Regions from separate parts of the Muntiacus reevesi genome. Here region 1 is linked to region 2. A link is a contact called in public Hi-C data. All regions are on one chromosome and are shown on one strand. Each heading gives the region's core, a stretch centred on a gene start, on an enhancer-like site or on the middle of the called end of the contact. The rest is flanking DNA. Distances are from core to core; before and after follow the strand shown. Region 1 holds the start of SH3RF1 (SH3 domain containing ring finger 1). Region 2 holds the start of CBR4 (carbonyl reductase 4).

Region 1 (7,194 bases), core at 4,400-6,899, 210 kb before region 2:
TGAGCTGCCAAGAGTCCTGTTTCCTGACAACTGTGGTGCCCCAGGACCCCTGTCTTTCTACATGGTAATTCCATCACCCTTAGGTGTCCTTTATGCAGTTAGGTTGGAGATAAATATTTAATTGGGGCTTCCCAGGTGGTGCAGTTGGTAAAGAGTCCACCTGCCAATGCAGGAGACAGATTCAACTCCTGGGTCGGGAAGATCTCCTGGAGGAAGACGACCCACTCCATATTCCTGCCTGGAGAATCTCACGGACTGAGAAGCCTGGCAGGCTACAGTCCACGCGATCACAGAGAACTGGACACGACTGAGAAACTAAGTGAACTTGCACACATACATTTGTTGCCACTTGCTCAGAATGTCACTACTACATCCAGGGCAGACTGTGGAGACAAGAGCGGAGGCCGGGAGGCTGACGAGCAGGGCCAGAGGCCAAGACCCGTGACGGTTGAAGTAAAGGTGCAAAGAAGGCAAAGGCAAGTAGGTAGAAACTGAAATATATTTGGGGGCGGGTAGCTGGCAGACTTGTTGATGGAGAAGAAATGGGAAAAAACACCATGACCCATGGGTTCCTAGTTTAAACACTGGATACATCATGCTGGTATTTACCAATACCATGATAACTGGAGGAGGAATTAGTTTTTTTTTTCCTGTAATAAATATTTATTATGAGTCAAAGGAAGTTGCTTTTAGCGAATATATCTCACAAGCTTTTTGTTTAACCACAAAACTTAAAAATCAAATGGGAAAATCTAGGAAATTGCACAAACATTTGTGGTTGAAAAAGTTATGTAGGTTTTCAATTTGTCATTAAATGTCAATAAACATAGATAAGAACTGTTAGCACAGTAATAGTAAATATGTCAAGTACAACTTTGCCTCACCTGGATCATTTCCAAAGTATCTCTTTGGTTATTATATTCTTGTGGAATTACTGAAGTATTAATATTCTGTAACTTTAACTTTCTGAGGTGGTAACTAATGGTGCACAACAACTTGCTTTTTTAATATATTTATGTTGGGAGAATTAGTTTCTGTCTTTACAGTGTTTCCCATCAGACATCACTGAATTTTGATTCGTTTCAATTTTAAATAAGTCTGGTCACATGAGGCTTCAATATTTTTATAGTATATAACATATATAGCTGATATACAATATTATATGTTACAGGTATACAATACAGTGATTCATAATTTTATAAAGGGCTTCCCTGGTGGCTCAGACAGTAAAGAATCTGCCTGCAATGAGGCAGACCTGAGTTTGATCCCTGGGTTGGAAAGGTCCCTTAGAGAAAGGAATGGCAACCCACTCCGGTATTCCTGCCTGGAGAATCCCATGGACAGAGGAGCCTTGCAGGCTTTAGTCCATGGGGTCACAAGAAGCTGGACACGGCTGAGCAACTAGCATTCTATTTATAGCTATTATAAGATTCTGCTATAGTCCCTGTGTTGTACAATATATCCCTATAGTTTATTTCATAGTGAATAGTTTGTACCTCTTAATCTTCTCCACCTATAACGCCTCTTCCCCCTTCCCTTGCCCAAATGGTAGCCACTAGTTTGTTCTCTGTATCTGTGAGTCTGTTCCTTTTTTTTAATGTTATCTTCAGTAGTTTGTGTATATTTTAGATTCTATATATAAGTGATATCACACAGTATTTGTCCTTCTCTGACTTATTTCACCTCCAAGTCCATCCATGTTTTGTGAATGACAAAATTTCATTCTTTTCATGGCTTTATCCATTCATCTGTCAATGGACACTTATGTTGCTCCATATCTTGGCTATTGTAAATAGTGCAGCTGTGAACACTGGGGTGCGTGTATCTTTTCTAATCAGGGTTTTTAATTTTTTTCCGATAAATACCCAGGAGTGGCATTGCTGGGTCTTGTGGTACTTCTATTTTTAGTGTTTTAAGAAACCTCCACATTGTTTTCCGCAGTGGCCACACCATTTTACATTCCCGCTGACGGTGTAGGAGGGTCGGAGGAGGGATTGGTTTTGAAGGAACTTGGTGAGCAGACACACATGTTTCTGTATGTGTAAGCATGTATACCAGAGCTCAATAAAGAGCATGCTGGATGGGGAATGGAAGAGTCTGACTTGTGTCAAAGCATCATCACTGCCAGCAGGAGCTTCTCGACACCTCATCTTTTCCCGTCTGCAACTGGGGAATGATTATATCTGTCTTCACCACTTCAGAGGGATGCTGAGAAGACGAATGAGATAGTGTTTGGGATAACACTTTGAAGTCTTGGTTGGATGAGAACTGTATGAATCCCAGCTATCATTATCATGTCAGGGCGTGTTTATTTCTCATGTATCTGCTCAGAGTCATAGGGGCCATGTGTATATCATGTGTACATCCTCTCCTTCAGGTTCAGTTCCCAGAAATGGTCAGATGAACGTGTTTTTCTTTCCCTAACCCTCGTTTCACCTATATTATTCTCTTGACAGAATTTTACAGTTATTAATGTTGCTGCAGACTTCTTAAAGACCCTTGGAAGAAAGGATTTTGCCAAGTATAACTTTCCAAGGTGATTATAAAGATAATGATGATACCTTACTATAAAAGAGATGTACAAGTTATAAAGAACCAGGGCTCTGCCTCACAGAATGCTCAACAACAGTCTAGGAAAGGTATGATTTTCCCCCCCACCATTTGACAGAGGGACGGTGGCTCAAGAAGTTCAAATAATTGACCTAAAGCTTTACTGTACATGTTGGAATAATTCAAACTAATGAAAGAATTGTGTTCTAAAAACAGAGTGAATGAGCAGAAGGGATATTGAAAGAACTGAGCCATTTGTGTCACCAGTGTCCCAGGTGACACTTTTGGAATTGTGTGAACATCTTTCATCCCTGTATCCCAAACAATCTCCAGGTCTTTCATAATGGGTTGCTGTTTTTCAGTCACTAAGTCCTGTCTACCTCTTTGCGACCCCGTGAACTGCAGCCTGCCAGGTTCCTCTGTCCATGGGGTTTCCCAGGCAGGAATACTGGAGCGGGTTGCCATTTCCTCCTCCAGGGGATTTTCCCCACCCATGGATTGAACCAGAGTCTTCTGCCTTGACAGGAAGGTTCTTTACCACTGAGCCACCAGGGAAGCCCTTGATAAGGGGTGCAGCTAGGCATTTTCTGGTCTAGAGTTTCAAAAGCTGGACCATTCCACTCAGGGCCTTGTGCGCGTGCATGCATGCATGCTAAGTTGCTTCAGCCATGTCCAACTCTGTGTGACCCAATGGACTGTAGCCCATCAGGCTCCTCTGTCCATGGGATTCTCCAGGCAAGAACACTGGAGTGGGTTGCCATGCCCTCCTCCTCCCGGACCTTGTGTACTGTTCTCTAAATACAAACAAGTAACTAAAACAAGAATAAAATAAAACATAATTGCCCTTTGGTCTCCATAGTCATTACCTGGTTAAGTGTCAGCTTTCCCTTGTAGGTCACACAGCACGCTCAGGTGTGCCTGAGGTGATCTTCGAGAGACATCCTTGGCACAGCAGGAAGAAACTGGACTTGGAATCTAGACATGAGGTTGAGTCTCAGTCCAAAGTGGCTAGCTGTGGTGAGTGAACCTGTCTGAGTTTTGGTTTTAATAACCATAAGTGACATGTAATATTTACCTACTTACTGACTGTAACTGTCCGATCAGCCTTCCCTTCACCCAACATGTTGCAGATGCAGAAGTTGATAGACTAAGTAGTCACTTTCAGGGTGACTTGGTGGATTAGTGGTTTAAAACTGGTCTGTTCTGATCATGTCCCCCCTTGTCTTTCTCAACTCAAATGCAGGTATATATTTGTTCACTTCATTTTTTATTATATGCAGATGTTTTTACTGTTCCAAACTAGGTAGTTATTTTTTTTCTTATTAAGGTTTACATTTATTTGTCAGATAAATACACATTCTAGGAGCTAAAAATGAAACATTTTCAAATAGTATCTACATTTTACAATTCAGTGTGTTATGAACAACTTGAAATAACTTAGTTTGCTTTGAAATCAGCAATGCTCAAAACCAAATCATTTCCATAGCTCCCTCATTCTGCTGCTTGATTTTGCCTCTCTGCACATCTTTCATCACCTTTGACGTTGCTCACTTCTTGTTTTAATCAATAGTTTGAAACTTAAGTATGGGTGATTTACAGTGGTGTGTAAATTTCTGCGTACAGCAAAGTGATTCTATTACACATACACAGACACCCTTTTTAAGTTGTCTTTTCCATGGTGGTTTATCGCAGAATACCAAACAGCTCCCTGTGCTGTACTGCAGGACCTCGTTTATCCATCTTCTGTATGTGTATTCACTCCCTTCTAATGGAGGGCAAGTGGCCTGTCCTTCCTGGCATTCATGCAGTAGACTGTCCGCATATTCAACCGTTAGCGCAAAGCTAATGAGAGAACGGGCTTCCTTGGTGGCTCAGATGGTAAAAAACCTGCCTGCACTGTAGGAGAAGTGGGTTCCATCCATGGCTACCCACTTCAGTATTCTTGCCTGGAAAATCCTATGGACAGAGGAGCCTGGTGGGCCACAGTCCCTGGGATCACAGAGTCAGACACGACTGAGCGACTAACACCCCCGCGGAGGGAGTGGACAGGGCAGCAGTGAGGACCTGACCGTATCTCAAACGTCAAGCAGTGACCGCAGTCAGTGAGAGAGCGGTGACTGCAGGGTCACGGCGTGTCCTTACTCGGGTGGTTCTCGTTTGTCCGCAGTGATTTTGCCGTGGCCCCAGCCGGACCTTAGAGGACCCTTAAGGACTCCCTTAAGAGGGTTGGGCTGGGTGAAGGGCAGACAGCGGTTTCTCGCAAAGGAGTACGTGTCCCCACTTCTCCTTATATTCTGCACACCTTTGAGGAAGGGTAGCTGGGAAAAACGTTTGTTGAGTGGACGGTAATGCAAATAAAATGACAATTTTGAGATCAATGACAAAATTTTAACTTATCTTCCCTCTAAACTGAGTATGAGAAACAACCCCCCACGCCTGTGCACGACGTTTTTTCAAAGGACCTTTCGGTTAACAGGTGTGTGTCTGGCGTTACAGGTGTGTGCGGGGGTGGGGGGAGCGAAGGTAGGCAGAGGCCTCGGGGCTGGTTCCGGCCAGGCTGACCCCGGGTCCAGGGCTGGGCTTCCCGCCCGCCCCGCTTTCCGGGTCCTGGCCCGGTCCCAGTGCTCGCGGTAGGGTCTGTGTCCAGGAACCCAGCGGCGCCCGCGCCTCCTCTGCGGCCAGCGCGTCCCTCCTAGACCTCTCTCCCAGCCTCTGCGGCGGCCGCTCGAGTCCCCTTCACGGCCCTTCCCGGGACCCGCCCCGGCCCCCGGCCCCCAGCAGGGCCCCGACGCCGGAGGAGGGCGGGCGGCGCTCCTTGCCCCTCCTCCCTCCGTCCCTGCCCCTCCTCCCTCCTTCCCTGCTCCTCCTCCCTCTCCCTCCTCCTTCTCCGTCCCTCCCCTCCCCCTCCTCCTTCCCGGCCCCGCCCCATCCCGCGCACCTCCCCTTCCCGCCCAGCCCCGCCCTCCAGGCCCCGCCCATCTCCCGCCTCCTCCTTCCCGGTCCCGCCCCTCCCCTCCCCCTCCCGCCCGGCCCCGCCCCTTCTCTCCAGCGCTCCTCCCCCTCCCGCCCGGCCCCGCCCCCTCCCCTCCCCCTCCCCGGGCCAGGCAGGCGGCGGCGGCGGCGGGAGCGCGCGGGCGACGAGCGGAGCCCAGAGCTGCCCGGCGTCCGAGGCGGGCGAGCGGGAGAGCGCGGGGCGTGCGGACAAAGAGGGCGCCGCGCTGAGGTAGGACCCCCCCACCCCCCGCCCCGAGCCCCCAGCCCCGAGCCCCCCGGGCCAGGTTGGAGAGGGTCGGCCGGCCGGCCCCGGGCACTGCGGCGGCGGGCGCCTGGACGCCCGGCGGGCGGACCTGGCGACGCGGCGCTGCGGGCGCTCCTGAGACCCGAAACTTCCCGAGGGCGCGGGGCTCCTGTCCGGCCAGGCCCGGGGCGGCGGCCAGGCGGCGGGTGGACCCACCCGGCCCGGCCCTGCCTTCCCGGCCGCCGGCCGGGGCGCGAGGTCTGAGCGGGCGGCCCCCTGCAGCAGCCCTGGGGCGCGTCTACACGGGCGGCCCCCGGCACTTGGCCCCGGGATGTCTACGCGGGTGGCCCTAGCAGCAGCCCCGGAGCGCGTCTACGCGGGCGGCCCTAGCACCTGGCCCCGGGCGTCGACGAGGGCCGCCCTGGGCACCTGGCCGCGGCGTCTGCAAGGGCGGCCCCCTGCCTCTGGTCGCGGGAGCGTCTACACTGGCGGCGCGGGCACCTGGCCCGGCGTCCACGCGGGCCCGCAGTACCAGCGGCGACCGGAGCGACGGCCAGGCCCCCGCCCGCATCCACACCGTCACCTGGCTCTCCTGGGCACGCCTACACTGAACCAGGGGTCGAGGAGAGCGGTGCAGGCTCTTTTCTGAATGCTTTTTCCTGAATGGCCCCATTTTCATATTCTGCTCGCGGTTCCCAGTCCAGCATTCCATTCTCAAATTCTTTGGGTGATAATTTTGCCAGATTTTCTGAATGGGATTAGCACAGGCCGTTCAGAAATCGCTTCCGAGTTTGTCAGCCGCTGCCCTGAAGGGCGGTACGTTTATATTTGAGCTGCTTTCAGGCCCATCTTCAGTGTGTCCTTTAGAATTGTCAGCCTTCATCTCGTTTTCCTTGGGCAAGATTAAACAATTCTATTTTTAAGACCAGCGAAGAAACATATGTATTTAATACTGGGATCATTTGCCACAAGCGAACCACTCAAGGAGTGGTTTCTTAACCACCAAAGTGGCTTGAATGCTGGGGAACTTGGTTGGATTTAAAAGGAATTTCAGGTGGAGGAAACAGTTCATTTGCCACTTTCACCTTCTCAGATAAGTTAACGACTTAGTTAAGGCCTCAGGTTTCATTTTGAGAGCCAGAGAAATTATGTTTCTATTGCATTTCATAAGTCCTGTTTATGGTAAGAGTCCCCTGTGGTACTTGATAGCTGTTCCAGCACGGTGAACTGGATGTCTTCACGGATTTAGTGTGAACTGCTTAAAAAGCCTATTTTGTTTCCAGTTGTTGACTCTGGAGCTCAGGCGCCATGTATTCCAAAGCTAAGCTTGGTCCTCTCAGGAAGCACTTCTGTGTGCTGTTGGGTTCCTGGCTCTTCTTTGTGCCTTTACCCCCCAGTGATGGTGC
Region 2 (7,356 bases), core at 3,517-6,016:
TTTGCATTTCTCTAGGAATTAGTGATGCTGAGCATCGTTTTATGTGCCTATTGGACGTCTGTATGTCTTCTTTGAAAAAAATATCTATTAAGGTCTTCTGCCCATTTTCCAGTTGTTTGGTTATTTAGCTGTTGAGCAGGCTTTTAGTGTCTTTGACTTCATCCTCAGCAACCAGCCAGAGAAAATGCTCTGTTTTAAGAGTGTCACCTGATTAGACTAGGCTCACCCAGCTCATCCACATATTTTAAGGTTAATTGAATTGTGATTTAATTACATCTTCAAATCCCCTTCCCCGTGGTTCCTAGGTGAGTATTGGGTTGAATGGAGGACTATTCAAGTGTGAACAAAAACATGCCATGATTTACAGAATATATTTTTATTTTGAAAAGAGCAATAGTTGCAGTGTCCCACCTTTGTGTAAGAAAAAGAGTAAAACAGGAAAGAGGCCAGCATTTTCTAATATTTTCAAAAAGAAAGAATGGAAGGATAAATAAAAATCAATGAAAACAATGTTTTATACGGGTAGGAAGAGAACAGGAGACAGAGGCAAGGATGAAAGTGTGTTCTCCGAATGTGCCTGCTTTGTTGTTTACACTTCAGACAAAATTAAGTACAAAATCATAAAGCAATTTCTAAAAACTGCAAACAACCCAGTATCAAGTTTGTGCTGTAACTCCTCAGAGGAGAAATATTCAAAGTGCTTTTAAATCACAGTATTTTGACACTACCACTCTATACTTTAGGGACAAAAGATAACCCTATTAAGAAACTTTAACCTAAAAAAAAAAAAAAAAAAAAGAAACTTTAACCTGCATCCAGTGTTCTTGTCAATGTTAATATTGCTATTGCTGGAGTTGTTTTCTTCCCCAATTTTAAAAATTGTGGTAAAATACACATAGAATTTAATTTACTTTCTCAACCACTTGTAAGTGTACAGATTAGTGGTATTATGATCACAGACATTACCATTACACCTCTCCTGAACTCTTTTCCTATTGCAGAACTGAAACATCATACCCGCTAACCAACTCTTCTTTCGTCCTCCTGCCCAGTCTCTGGCGATTGCCATCCTACTTCCTGTCTATACCATACTGACTTCTCTCAGTACCTCCTATACAGGTAGAATCATACAGTATTTGTTGTTTTGTGACTGGCTTATGTAGTTTAGCGTGATGTCCTTAAGGTTCAACCAAAAGTGAAAGTGAAAGTCGCTCAGTGGTGTCTGACTCTTTGAGACCCCACAGACTAATCCATGGAATTCTCCAGGCCCGAATACTGGAGTGGGTAGCCTATCCTTTCTCCAGTGGATCTTACTGACCCAGGAATCAAACTGGGGTTTCCCGCATTGTGGGCAGATTCTTTACCAACTGAGCTATCAGGGAAGCCCTTAAGGTTTAACCAAGTTGTAGCATATTGCCGAATTCCTTTTTCAGACTGAGTAATATACTACAGAGTGTGAGTGTGTGTGTGTGTGTGTGCGTGCGCGTGCATGCGCGTGCTACATATGCTTATCCATCATCTATCATTGGTCACTTGGGTTGCTTTTACATTTTAGTAATGCTGTTATGAACATGGGGTTACAAATGTTGCTTCGAGACCTTGCTTTCAATTCTTTTCAGCATCTACTCAAAGGTGGAGTTGCTGAATTATGTGGAAAGACTATCTTTTGTTTTGAGGAATTACCGTTCCATTTTCCGGAGCAACTGTACCAGTTTACCTTCCCATCAGCAGAGCACAAGTGTTTCAGTTTCCCTACATCCTCTCCAATGCTTGTTGTTCTTATAGTAGCCATCCTAAAGGGTGTGAAGTTTTACTGTGTATTTTTGCAGACCACTTCACATCCCTCTTGGGGCTCAGTTCAGATCAGTTCAGTCGCTCAGCTTTGTCTGACTCTTTGCGACCCCATAAATCTCAGCACGCCAGGCCTCCCTGTCCATCTTAAACTCCTGGAGTTTACCCAAACTCATGTCCATCGAGTTGGTGATGCCATCCAGCCATCTCATCCTCTGTCGGCCCCTTCTCCTCCTGCCCCCAACCCCTCCCAGCATCAGAGTCTTTTCCAATGAGTCAACTCTTCGCATGAGATGGCCAAAGTATTGGAGTTTCAGCTTCAGCATCAGTGCTTCCAATGAACACCCAGGACTGATCTCCTTTAGAATGGACTGGTTGGATCTCCTTGCAGTTCAAGGGACTCTCAAGAGTCTTCTCCAACACCACAGTTCAAAAGCATAAATTCTTTGGTGCTCAGCTTTCTTCACAGTCCAACTCTCACATCCATACATGACCACTGGAAAAACCATAGCCATGACTAGAGGGACCTTTGTTGGTGAGGTGGGACAAAAATGATGCTGTTTGCTTAGCTCTGTTTTATTTGATTCTTCCCCTTCCTTCTTTCATCTGCATCCAGTCCTGTAACCTAGCTTCTCCATGCATATCTTCTTCTTCATTGACCTCCCTTTTCTCTGAGTTCTCCTGTTAAGATACTTCCGCAGGTCATGATTGTGGTTGCTCACTAGTGTTTCATGTGGAATTGTCCTGTTGCCCCACCTGATCTACTTTTTACCAGTGGGGACCATGGCTTACTTTTCTGAAACATCTCATATGATACTATAGCAAGCATAATGGTAATGAATGGTAATGAAACTTAGCTTTCACCTTATTAACCTGGGGAACACTGAGCGTATCCTCTTCAGAATTGCAGGAAACTATAAGGATGCTTGAGGCTCATGTTTTGGATCTGGGAGACCATTCACTTGGGTAACTTCTTGAGCTCCTCCTGTGTGTTTCTGACTGGACACACTTGGCTCTGCAACAACACCCTCTGAGGAGAACGGGGGCCTGGGTTGGGGAGGGGCAGGTAGGATGGGCTCTGACCCTTGAGTCCCACTCCTTCCACAGTCCCAGACCTTCCACAGGGAGGTCTGGGGTGTGCCCCCCACAGTGCTCACTCCTTCTGGGGAGTGAAACCAAGTCCACCTAAAACTGAGTTCATCTGCCCAGTTTTTGATGAACCTCTCTCTCCAAAATGTGAGTCCTTTTCTTGTCCAACGCCTGTTCTCCTCAAGATGAAGAATTAAGGGACAGGCGGGAGATGAGACTGAGCAGGACCCTGCGGGCCCTCCAGGTATAAAAGCTTCTGTGTCACCGATTTCTTGCTGGTAGGAAGGAGGCTTTCAGCATCCTAGACCTTTCCTGAGTTCCAAAGGGCAGATTCAAACAGTTACTCATTACGGGATGGGGAAGCAGAAAGAAGCAATAGCATGAGATGGGGCCGGGTCCTGGTTCCTGCTCAGAGGACATGCATAACAACACGATACATGTGTCTGAGTTGTTCTGCAGGAACTAAAGCCCCACCCAGTTAGAGGTGGTGACTTCCGGCTGAGTGCAAGCAAGAGGACCCCAGAGTGTTTGGAACCAGAGGCTGACATTGGAGATACCTAGAGCACCACTCTGTCACCTCACCACCAACCAGTCAGAGGAGGGTTAGGCACTCTGCGGCCTGTGTTATTCGTCATTCAGTTGTGTCTGACTCTTTGTGACCTCCTGGACTGTAGCCTGCCAGGGTCCTCTGCCCATGGGATTCTCCAGGCACGGATACTGGAGTGGGTAGCCATTTCCTTCTCCAGGGGATCTTCCCGATTCAGGGTGAACCTGTGTATCCTTTGGCTCCTGCACTGGCAGGTGGACTCTTTACTGAGCTGCCTGGAAGCTCCACACACTATGCAAACCTCCTAGGAAATTTTGCCCATAAAAACACCTTTGCCAAAACTGTTACCGAATGCATGTTCCTGTGCTAAATGCACAGTGTGGCCAATGATACCAACAGCAGACAGTTTGGAGCAGAGAAAGTTTTACTGAAGGGCTAGGCAAGGAGACTGGTGCCTTGTATCCAAGGAACCCCCAAACTCACCGAAGGGTTTCAGCAAAGCATTTTCAAAGGCCATTTTTAAAGGTATGGCTGGTTTTGCAGACCTGACACAAGAATTCCATGTTCTCACAGATGTCCAAGTACGTCAGGTCACAAAGATCCTATAAAGCTACAAGACAAATGTTATTCTGTTTTACAACTTTTTTTAAAAAAAAATCTCTATTTGGTGGGAAAAGTGTTAACTTTTAAAAGGGCAGGGACTTGATTATGGGCTCGCCTGTATATTTTAGGCTATAGACAACATTCCTAACCCAAAGCAAAAACCATAGACTGCAAAGGTTATAGTAAAACAACTGACCCAATATGGGGTCAGATTTGTTCTTCCCTGTTAGAGTCTTGCAATAGAACGTATTTTACTCCAAACTCCAAAATTTTGGTTTGATGGGCTTCCCTGGTGGCTCAGAGGGTAAAGAATCTGCATGCAATGCAGGGTATGCAGGCAGGCACAGGAATCAAATTCCACAACAGGAGGACTGGGGTCCCATGGGAGTCTGACCCACGTGCCACTCCTTTGGGTCTCAGCCAAACACAACCTGGAGCACATATCCGAGGTCCTCATGCCCGAGTCCCTGCCTGTCACGGCCTTGATTTAACCCACAACATCCAGAATCCAGTGTGTTAGCAACCCCGATGCCCAAGACCCACTTCCTACCGGGCAGCCCCCGGAGCCTGGAACCCTTCTCTCCCAGCACCAGCCCACGCCCTTCCGCCTGCACCAAGACTACAAGTCCCAGCGTGCAGCGCGGCCCTTGTACTGTCCCGCCGGCCCACGTTGGCATCCGCCGGGGGCGCGCCGCCCGGAGCACGTGCGCGCTGACGTCGACGTGCCAACGTGACTGGCGGTTGCGGCGCTCTGAGTTTCTGGGCCCGCACCGGTTCCAATCCGGCGGCGGGAGCTGTGGGCCCGCGATTCAGTTTGAGGGTGCCGCGCTGTGTAAATTTGCGAGGCCGTTGGGAAGGGCCGTCTCTTGTAGCCTCTTCCCCTGGGCCTGCGGCTCCGCGTCCCAGATGGACAAGGTGTGCGCCGTGTTCGGAGGCTCCCGGGGCATCGGCAGGGCGGTGGCCCGCTTGATGGCCCAGAGAGGCTATCGACTGGCCATCGTCGCCCGGAATCTGGAGGGGGCCAGAGCCGCGGCCGGGGACCTGGGCGGTGGGTACCGACCGGGGTCGCACCCCCTCTGCGCGGCCGGTGTGGGTCTGAGAAGCCGTCTTGTGCGCCCTCCGCCCGCAGGCGGCAGACCCGCCGTGCTGAGGGGCGGCGCAGGCGTGCTTGGGTCTCGCGAGGAGGCCCGCGCCTCGGGCGTGTGCGCATGTGCAGGCAGTGCCGCCTTGGGCATCCGGGTTGTGGGTGGGCTCTTTTCCTGGCGTCCGCAGCGTTGAAGCACTGTATGCCTTGATGACCTTCACCAAGGGACAGTGAGATTGTTCCGCCAGATTCCGCTTAAGTCCCGTTTTCTCCTGTCTATTAGAAATGGATTCGCAGTTGGTTTGCGAATTTCAGTCTCTGGCTGGTAGTGAGACGGGGTGCTGTGAAGGTTCGAGCTCGCAGCTAAGAGTTAGGAGGGCTGGGCTCAGAGGCACCTTGTTCACTGTCGGGGCACCTTTACGCAACGTCACCCCGACTTCACATAGGCCTCCAGAGCTTTAAGAAGGTAATTTTAGTGTTAATGTACCACGCAAGGTTAGCCAGAAGACAAAGAATTGTTTACCTTTCCTTTTTTTTAAAAAAAAAATGGCAGTGTTAAGTGGTATAATGTTGATAAAGATTGCTTTCTTTGAAGTTGAATTTTTTTTTTTTTTTTTGTATTTAAACATTCGCAGAAAGTGGACTTTAAAAACCAGGTAACAGTTTTTAGTAAATTTTTTTTTTTTCATGATTTTGTGCTTTCAACATTTTAAAAAATGGCTTCTTGCTTTGTTTCATCCCTTCTAATAGTCACGCTATAATACTAGCTATATAAGATTGTGCTATAGTTTAAACAGAAAAAACGGTAGTGTTTATTTCAAAGCCAGGAAACCAGTTCGACAAGAATGTAACTGAATTAAACATTAAGCTTATGTATGCAAGCGTGTTCAGTCGTGTCCCACTCTTTGCAACCCCACCGACAGTAGCCCCGCCAGGCTCCTCTGTCCATGGAATTTTCCAGGCAAGAATACTGGAATGGGATGCCGTTTCCTTCTCCAGGGGGTCTTCCCAGCCCTGGGATTGAACTCTTGTCTCTTGTGCCTCCTGTATTGCAGGCAGATTCTTTACCACTAAGCCACTGGGAATGTATCAAGTTTCCAAAAAAGGAATATAAAACTGAGAAAACTGCTGAATTAAGTGGCATAGGGTCAGTGTCAAAACTGTAAATATTGGTAGGTGACTCATACAAAGTGTTATGAACATGAGAAAGGTGCTCCCGCACTTTTGTTGATTAAAAAAGTGTTTTAAGGTTGCATAATTTGCTCCTGCTTGTTCCCCACCTTCCTCCATCCAGTTTCTTAGACTGAACTCCATGAGATCAGGAATCTGGAACTTAATCGTCCTTTATCTCAAGTTCTGGATAGAACAGATGTAAGGCTTCCATGGTGGCTCAGATGGTGAAGAATCCGTCTGCAATGCAGGAAGACACGGGTTGGATCCTTGGGTTGGGAAGATCACCTGGAGAAGGGAATGGCTACCCCCGCCAATATTTTTGCCTGGAGAATTCCATGGACAGAGGAACCTGGTGGGCTATAGCCTGAAAGGTTGCAAAGAGTCAGACCCTACTGAGTGGGGCATGACTGAATGATTGACACTACTACACTAGCTCATCGTAGTTGTTTGATGAATGTGTACTGAATCATGTTTACAAACAAGGTATACTTTATTTGTAACTTTAATTTTGTTGTGTAGGAGATCATCTGGCATTGAGCTGTGATGTTGCCAAGGAACATGATGTTCAAAATACATTTGAAGAGATAGAGAAAAACTTAGGTCGCGTTAATTTTTTGGTAAATGCAGCTGGAATTAACAGGTTGGTCACAAATTTAAGTACATTTCTAATTTTTTTCCTCCTAATTTTCTTTTGATTAATATGAGTTAGTATATTAAATTGTTTTACTTCTAATTGGAAGCAAAGGTATGTATTTTAAAATTTGGTCTGCAAGCTGCACGCTCTTTTCATTGTTTTATATTGAGATTATAATAAGGGTTTCATTTAGTTTTTTGTGTGTCAAAGTGTTATTACAGGGAAAAAACCCCTTTAAACTAAATGTGTGCTATTGGAATAGTTATATGTGTGTGTAGTACAGGTATAATATGATGCCTGGAAAGTGTACATATTAGGGGTACAGTTTAGTTTTACCATTGTAATCAACACTCATATTGAGCTGAAGAACTTTACCAGAAATCCAGAAGACTCTCTTGTTTTCTTCCCAGTTAGTACTTCCTTTTAGGTGACCAC

What was found. Hi-C and Micro-C count contacts between places; a contact is called where the count stands out from the background.
Region 1: a Hi-C map of muscle shows a contact between it and region 2, with 3 times the contacts expected there. The contact joins the promoter of SH3RF1 here to the promoter of CBR4 in region 2. A contact is called at or near these places in 2 of 3 Hi-C or Micro-C datasets (blood and muscle).

The regions. Positions count from the first base shown.
Region 1 is chr17:1,279,966-1,287,159 of mMunRee1.1, reverse strand. It overlaps SH3RF1 (SH3 domain containing ring finger 1), which reads left to right and starts at 5,649. Exons shown (of 12, transcript XM_065907954.1): 1 at 5,649-5,773.
Region 2 is chr17:1,073,625-1,080,980 of mMunRee1.1, reverse strand. CBR4 (carbonyl reductase 4) reads left to right here and starts at 4,766. Exons shown (of 5, transcript XM_065908146.1): 1 at 4,766-5,078; 2 at 6,807-6,927. The coding sequence starts at 4,937.